2 separate regions of the Mus musculus genome follow, and region 1 is linked to region 2. A link is a contact called in public promoter capture Hi-C data. All regions are on one chromosome and are shown on one strand. Each heading gives the region's core, a stretch centred on a gene start, on an enhancer-like site or on the middle of the called end of the contact. The rest is flanking DNA. Distances are from core to core; before and after follow the strand shown. Region 1 overlaps Atp1a2 (ATPase, Na+/K+ transporting, alpha 2 polypeptide). Region 2 overlaps Dcaf8 (DDB1 and CUL4 associated factor 8).

Region 1 (3,778 bases), core at 643-3,142, 96 kb after region 2:
GGACTTCTAGAGCAGTAGTTCTTAACCTGTGGGAAGTGACCTCTTTGGGGAGTCAAATGACCCTTTCACAGGTCAAAGCAAAACTCCACCGCTTGAAGTCAAGACAAGAACTAGGTCAGGCCCAAAGGCCTCCCAAGGTCTACTGTCTCAAAGGGGTCGCGTGCCAGATATCCTGCATATCAGATATTTATATTACAATTCATAACAGTAACGAAGTTACAGTTATGAAGTAGCAACGAAATAACTTTATGGTTGGAGTGGGGGAGGGGGTCACCAAAACATGGGGAACTGTATTAAAGGGCCACAGCACCAAGAATGTTAAGAAACACTGCTCTAGGGAAAGTGGAGGCCTTAGAGAACCCTAAGGTAGATGGGATACAGGATATAGAGGAAAAGGGCCGGGATGCTCAGGGCTCCTGGGACCTTAGGTCAGACAGACCTCTCTGCAGAGTGGACATGCTTACCCCCAGGGTACCGCCGTAGGATGAGCTTCCGAACTTCATCATAGATGAAGATGAGGAGACTGTAGGGGAAGGCACAGAACCACCACGTGACCCTGGAAGCAACAGAGGGAAGTGTCAGGAGCTTCAGAGGCTGCAACAGTGTCACAAAGGTAGAATTAAAGTCCATCTTGCTCCCTCTCCATCAGCCCTAGAGAGACGCTCACTTGAGTGGGTACATCCGGAGGGCAACCCCCATGCCCGGGCAGTAAGACAGAAAGGCAGCCAAAGCCGTCTCTTCTAGCAGCCCAAAAATCAGGATCTTGTTCCTAGAAAGACAAAAGAAAGAAGGCAGGTAGATTTGTGGGAGGATAGCGGGAGGTGGAACTCCAGGGACACCCCTGGGGATAGAAGGGAAAGGAGCCGGAAGGAATGTGAGGAAGTCCTTCATCCAAGTCCCTTTCAAACCCCCTCTCATGTTTTACATAACCAAAGGAAACAAATGTTTTCTTCTGCTTGTTCTGTTCACCTCTGATTACTGTCGCTCACTTGCTCGCGTGCAAGCGCGCGTGCGTGTGTGTGTGTGTGTGTGTGTGTGTGTGTGTGTGTGTGTGCTCATTAAGTTATTTCTTATGTAACTCTGTGCCAGAGATGTTGTAGTCAACAGGGGCCTGTCCACAGGCAACATATGATATTGTTATTGTGCGCTAGGTCCGCGGGCTGGGAAGATGCTGTCTTCCCAACAAGATGTCTTTAAAAGCTCCTCTGGACCGAGCCCTCTTTCTCGGCATCTCCTTCGACCTGGGTGGTTGCTTATCACAGACCCTGAATGAAGAGGATGCTTGTGAGATACTGATCCCAGCCAAGGCTTGCTCCTGTGATAGCACACAGGAAATGGTTAACCTATGTTGTCTGCATCAGAATTTAAAAGTAGTACCGAGCAAAGTGCTGAGGGCAGTTCCTAGAGTCAGATCTGTCAAGTGTGGCTGGCTTCTCCATTGCCTGACTTTGGGTGACTGATGAGAGCTTAATTTCTTGGAGCTGTGTGCTTGCTCTCTATGTATAATAAGGAGAAAAGAAGACAACTTTCCTTCAGTTACAAACCGCATGAGGTGAAGGCTGGAGGGGACACAGGGATGTCTCATTGTTCCTTTTCCACACAGCCCATATTTTAATTGATTTTTGTCTCCCAATTTATACTTGTTAGTGGTGAATGTATTAAAATTTATTATAAATATTCATGGGTTCCAAGAATTAATATGGATTAATATGCCGTCACTAAGGATTATCTAAGGATGACCCACTAGAAAACCTGGCAGATTCTTGCAAGTAAGAGCCTGGTTTCACATCTCCTTTTGAAATGTTGCTGACAGTATCTCTGAGGACTGCTAACGGTCTAGAGGCCTGGGCACTCTGAGGCCGCCTCTGGCGAGGTGGTTTCTGGGTATCAATGCTTCTTCCTGGGTTTAGCTTAGCTTCCTGCTCATGTTGTATCATTCTTATTTGCCTCTCTGTGGACTGACTGAATCAGTTTGGCTCTGTCTCTACTTCCTGTGTCACCCACATACTTCCTTATAAGTGTCTTGTACAGGTCTGTGCCTAATTTCTTAGATTCCCTGAGATAGTGACCTTTGTTTATGGTAGGGGAAAAAAGAGCCTGGCTCTTTCAGTACTCAGTCCCTATCTGTGTTAAAATCACGTGTGGATGAGGTGACAGATGTACGCATGACAGGTGAGATACTACAATGTGGGGTGAAGAGACCAACCCAGACAACCATGAGCAGCTGCGCAGCCTAACCATTCAACCTCATGGAACTTCTTGCCCACACAGTGTCCAATGATACCCACCTGGAGGAGCCGTTTTAAGATTAGAGTGAGACACTTGATTCCCTAGGAGGCATATGGTGCCACACTGTAGGAAGGCCTGAATGTGCCCCTAGGCAGATGCAGCACACGAGATCAATGCTATAAACCCGGCTACCTGCCAAGTGTTGGTATGGAGTACAGGAGACCTGACCCAGGATTTAGAACTGGGGAATGGATGCCATTTAACTAGGGAATGGAAGAGGAAGGAAGGAGGAGGAAGAAAACAAGGAAGATGAACATGAAGGGAGGAAACGATAACAAAGTAACTTTCCGAGCAATGTTACAACTCAGGAGAAAGAGTCTTGCCATTCCGTCCTCACTTTTGATCTGTTTCTAACACCGCCAAGGTTAAGTATGTTATTACAACCAGACAGTTCCTTAGCAAACCTGAGCCCCGGGAGCTTAGGTGAGCTGGTGTTGGAATCCTGGCCTATGTGGGTTGGTGACTATGTACAGAGGCCTCTGCCTGGTAGGGACCGGTAGTGATAGGTGCTCACTTCATGCCCTGCTGGAACACTGAGTTGCGACGGGTCTTGCAGATGATGAGGTCAGCCCACTGCACAACCACGATGCTAGCGAAGAAGGCCGTGTGGCATGTGAACTCCACCACCTTCCGCTGCTCGTAGGTCTGGGCAGAAGAGAGGAAGGGACACTTGTTAAACCTGGCACTTAGCCCATCATCAGCCTCTTGGCTGCTCCTAGCCAATTCCAACCAGGACCTCAGCCTCAGTCCCGCCCCTTCTCGTCTGCGGCACACGTCCACAGCCCCACTCACCCACTCTTGTCCATAGCTGTCCTCCAGGTCGTTGGTAGTCCGATCATCCCAGTCCAGGCGGATCCCTAGCAGCCGCGATGGTAGAAACCCATTCTCTGCCAGTATCACAAAGTAGGTAAAGAAGCCACCCAGAGCCTGGATCATGCCTGAAAGCAGTTGTAAGCAAAAGGTGGGACTTGAGTAGAGAAAGGGGAGGGAAAGGGCCATCCCTTGGAGACAGAGATGGAAGTCTCTGGCTCTCCGGCAGCTGGACTCTTTCCTGACCCGTCACTCATCTCTCTCGGGAACTAGAAGCAACCTTTAGGGGATACCCTCCCAAGCCCTGGCTGGGCGCACCAATCTGTCCGTAAGCCATGCTGATAAGCCTCTCGTTCACCAGCTTGTCTGTCTGGGAGTTTCGTGGCTGCCTCTTCATGATGTCACTCTCAGCTGCTTCGTATGCTAATGAGATAGCAGGAACCTGTACACACAGGACACAGGGAGAAGGTATCTGAAGAGGTCTGTGAAACTGCTCAGTGAAGCACCAACAGAATTCAGCACATTGGTATATAAGCTCCTGTCATCACTAGGGACATAGCTTAGGGGTGGAGTGCTTGCCTAACACGAGTGAGTTTTGGGTTCAATCCCCAGTACTAGAGTATGGTGAAGAGAGAATTCCTATATTCCTCCAGGCCTGTGCTGATCTGCTGTCTAGTGG
Region 2 (3,688 bases), core at 724-3,223:
GGCCTCTGAAAGAGTAGTCAGTGCTCTTAACCCCTGAGCCATCTCTCCAGCCCTCGATTTCTTCTCTGTTTTTAAAAAGACAAGTCTCATGTAACCTTGGCTGGTCATTAGTTGTTTAGATAGCGGAAGACGACTTCAGCTCCAGCTCTTCCTGCCTGTATTCTGAGTCCTGGATCACAGCCATGTGCCACCTGTGCAGGAAGTGGCGCTAGGACCGAAGTCATGGCTATGCTTCGGGTGAGAGTAAGTGCTAGGATTACAGACATGCCACTGTGGCAGCCTCTTCTCTTTCCTGCTGTACTTCCCTTCCCCATTCCCTGCATGGAAGAAAGCATGCAGGATGTCTTTATGACTCTGGCTCAATTACTTACCAGCCTATGCTCTTCAAACAGCACTAGAACGTCTCTTCATGTTTTCTCCCAGTCCTCAGAATAGCATAGTGCATTTTCTTGTTTTGTAGTTCAGAATAGAACAAAAACAAAAACACCTCTTTTTGGGAGTGGGGGGGGCGGTAAAGATTAGAATTTGATTTCCTACTGTCTCTGTTGATTTTTTTGTTTTCCACTTTTCATGACCATCTTGGATCTTTGAAGGTTTTTTTTTGTTTTGTTTTGTTTTGTTTTTTTTGGTGGTAGTGGTGTTTGTTTTGTTTTTGTTTTTGAGACATTTCTCTGTAGCTCAGGCTGGCCTTGAAGTCACTATAGCCCATGCTGGCCCTGATTTCAGGTAGTGAATCTCTTAAGTGTTGTGATTCCACATCTGAGCTGCCATGCTGAGCTCCATCTGGGTCTTTTGGAGGATATAATAACTATATGCTTTTTCTACTTTTGAAAGGAAACTAGTGGTGACAAAAGAGAAGGAGAAGAAAGTGGGGCTGTATACAATCTATGTGAACCCTGCCAATACCCACCAGTTTGCAGTGGGTGGAAGAGATCAGTATGTAAGGTGAGTTCAACAGTCTTTTGTATGTTTGAGAGGTTGAGACTTAGGATACATTGTATATTGCCCGATGCTCCCCAGTGCTAAGTTAGAAAACTGTAGGAATTCGTTAACTACCATGTTGAACTTTTTACCCTTTTGGGAATGCTTAAGCACCTTCTGAGACAGTCTGTTCCCTATTACAACGATTTGAGGAGTTTTATGGTATACAGATTATCATTTTCAAAAATTAATCTTATTAATTTATGTGCATGAATGTTTTGTTTGCGTATGTGTAACTGGGTGCCATGTTCATGAGTGGTGTTTGAGGAAGCCAGAAAAGAGCATTGAGGCTATTGTCTGTTATCTTTCTTTTTTTTGTTTTTTGTTTTTTGGTTTTTGGTTTTTTTCAAGACAGGGTTTCTCTGTGTAGTCCTGGCTGTCCTGGAACTCACTCTGTAGACCAGGCTGGCCTCGAACTCAGAAATCTGCCTGCCACTGTCTTGCAAGTGCTGGGATTAAAAACATGCACCACCACTGCCTGGTTATTATCATCGAGTCCTGGGATTATCATGTTTTAAAGTAATTATCACATTTCAAAGAATGATAAAATTGTCCCAAATAGTGGCTAAGACATAAACCCATATGTGCCTTCCACTATTTTCCTATATAAATTAACATTTGTACTAGCAATCTTTTCAGATAATTTTTAAATTAAATTTTGTATTAATCTGTGGGTCTGATACAGTAGATGAGGGTATGTTAGCATGTGCATGTGGAAGTCAGGAGACAACTCTGGAGTCAGCTCTGACCTTAACACTTGTTACAGGAATCAAACTCATTAGCAGCAAATGTGTTTACCCAGTTAATCATCTTGACAGCTCCTTACTAGCAAGTTCGAACAGTGTTGGATTTAGAAGGACTTTGCCTTGGGAACGCTCTATAACTGAGGAAATTTGTTTCTGTTGTTTGGAACCACTGCTCTGTCTGTAGTAATATCTTTGTTACTGTGAACATCTGTTTTTAACCCTGGCTATTGAGACATCCTCAGGGAAAAGAGACGACATCCTTTCAGCCCCCACTGCACCAGTTGTTTTCCTTCTGACCTGCATTCTGCATTCCCTAGCTCGCCAGCTGCTGTATTGCAACTACATTTCTTTGGGATTGTCAGTTTGAAAAAGGAGGAATGGCATGATTAGAAAAATGTTTGCTTTTTCTGTTGTGCTGGTAGTGGAAGTTCTTCCTGTGTAATGAAAACACTTGTGTTTTTTTTTTTTTTTTAACTATTGTGAAATTACTTGCATTAGAATCATGAGATAAGTTTTCAGAAAACATATGGTTTACCTTGTTCAAGAGTTCTGCACAATTTGTTTCTTTTATTTAGTAGTCTTTATATAGCAATATTTTATGTGTTTATATTGTATGAGTCTTTTGCCAGCATGTATATGTGTACATGAGGTGTGTGCCTGGCACTCACAGAGGCTAGAAGAGAGCGGTGAATCTCCTGGAAAGGGAGCGGTGGGTGCTTGGGAGCTACCATGTGAGTCCTAGGAGCTCTTAGCACCAGCACAATTCTTTAGCCCCTTACTCTTTTTTATACGATGCCATTGATCAAAAAGGCTGTTGTCAGAACTTTCTGGGTTACGCTCCATACATTCACTGATCGTCTAGTTGGAATTTTTTTTCCTTGAAGAAATAGATTGCTTTAAAAGTCTCTATCATGAAGAATATAACCACGGGGATCAGGCTATCTAAAGAGGAATGGATAAGTTGGCTGTATTGACTTACTCGAAGATCTTAATAAAGTTCCAGTGCCCTATTCCACAGCTTCTAATTTCTCAAGGCTAAAAGGAAGGCTGAGAATAGTTTTTAGCATTTCAATGCACAAAGGAGTAAAATACTCAGATCTTTTCTTTTATTAAGGTTAATGTTTTTCGTCCCTGTCCATTTGTGTGCCCCTAGTATCTTAGCAGACTGTCTCCTTGGCAGGAGTGCATATGCATTTTGCACCACACTGATTCTGCAGAGCAGAATCCTTTTGGTACCAGATCGTCTCTGATGTTATATTCATTTCAGCTTCTCTGACACTTTAGCTTACTGAATGGTGTTGGAATATCTTATTTTCTGGTACAAATTTGAAAACATTTATACCAAATATCTCATTTGGTATAATAAACCATTGCTTTTGATACTGGCCTAAAAGAATTTCTACAGTTTTCTTTCAAGAAAGAAGCAAGGAATACAGAGAAATAGCTTGTTTAACCTCAAGACTTCACATAACTATTGCTGTATTTTATTTTAGGATTGTGAAAAAGCATTTGAAGGCAGGTTTAAGGAGACAGACTTTTTTATCTGAAGCCAAAGCAGACAAAAAGAAAAGAAACTTGCAAATGGAAAAAAAAGAAATTAACAAATGGAGGCAATTCGAGTGTGAGCTTCAACGATGAAACTATATAGATTGACTTAAGAGTTTGGGGGAGCACAGGTTAGAGCAGTTGTCCACTGTAGTTGAACCCCTAAATAAATAAATAAATACCAAAAAAAACCCCAAAGTTTTACAATACAACCTAGTGGTTAGAATGAAATGCCACTCCCCCCTTTGGGGGGGGTGTTTGTTTGTTTGTTTGTTGAGACAGGGTTTCTCTGTAGCCCTGGCTGTCCTGGAACTCACTCTGTAGACCAGGTAGGTCTCGAACTCAGAAATCCACCTGCCTCTGCCTCCCAAGTGCTGGGATTAAAGGTGTGCGCCACCACTGCCTGAAATGCCACC

What was found. Capture Hi-C pulls out chosen DNA fragments and counts their contacts.
Region 1: a promoter capture Hi-C map of adipose tissue shows a contact between it and region 2. The contact joins two enhancer-like sites. A contact is called at or near these places in 3 of 39 promoter capture datasets (the C10 cell line, cranial neural crest and embryonic stem cells), 1 of 484 Hi-C or Micro-C datasets (bone marrow-derived macrophages), 2 of 115 datasets of contacts at active chromatin or transcription factors (cardiomyocytes and pancreatic cancer cells) and 4 of 9 other capture datasets (adipose tissue, embryonic stem cells, liver and 1 more).

What each region holds. Positions count from the first base shown.
Region 1 is chr1:172,275,454-172,279,231 of GRCm38.p6, forward strand. Atp1a2 (ATPase, Na+/K+ transporting, alpha 2 polypeptide) reads right to left here. Exons shown (of 23, transcript NM_178405.3): 18 at 3,418-3,541; 19 at 3,082-3,227; 20 at 2,804-2,934; 21 at 668-769; 22 at 465-556. The region is part of intron 1 of LOC115487369 (a long non-coding RNA gene); the gene reads left to right. Among named protein-coding and RNA genes, the nearest start is that of Gm39704, 12 kb to the right of the region's middle. Within about 2 kb of position 1,893, at least 89 of the 459 cell types and tissues checked have an H3K27ac peak or open chromatin away from gene starts, as enhancers often do. A contact at or near this core is called in adipose tissue, where this site is marked.
Region 2 is chr1:172,179,073-172,182,760 of GRCm38.p6, forward strand. It overlaps Dcaf8 (DDB1 and CUL4 associated factor 8), which reads left to right. Exons shown (of 14, transcript NM_001357204.1): 7 at 835-945. Among named protein-coding and RNA genes, the nearest start is that of Pea15a, 26 kb to the right of the region's middle. Within about 2 kb of position 1,974, at least 7 of the 459 cell types and tissues checked have an H3K27ac peak or open chromatin away from gene starts, as enhancers often do. A contact at or near this core is called in adipose tissue, where this site is marked.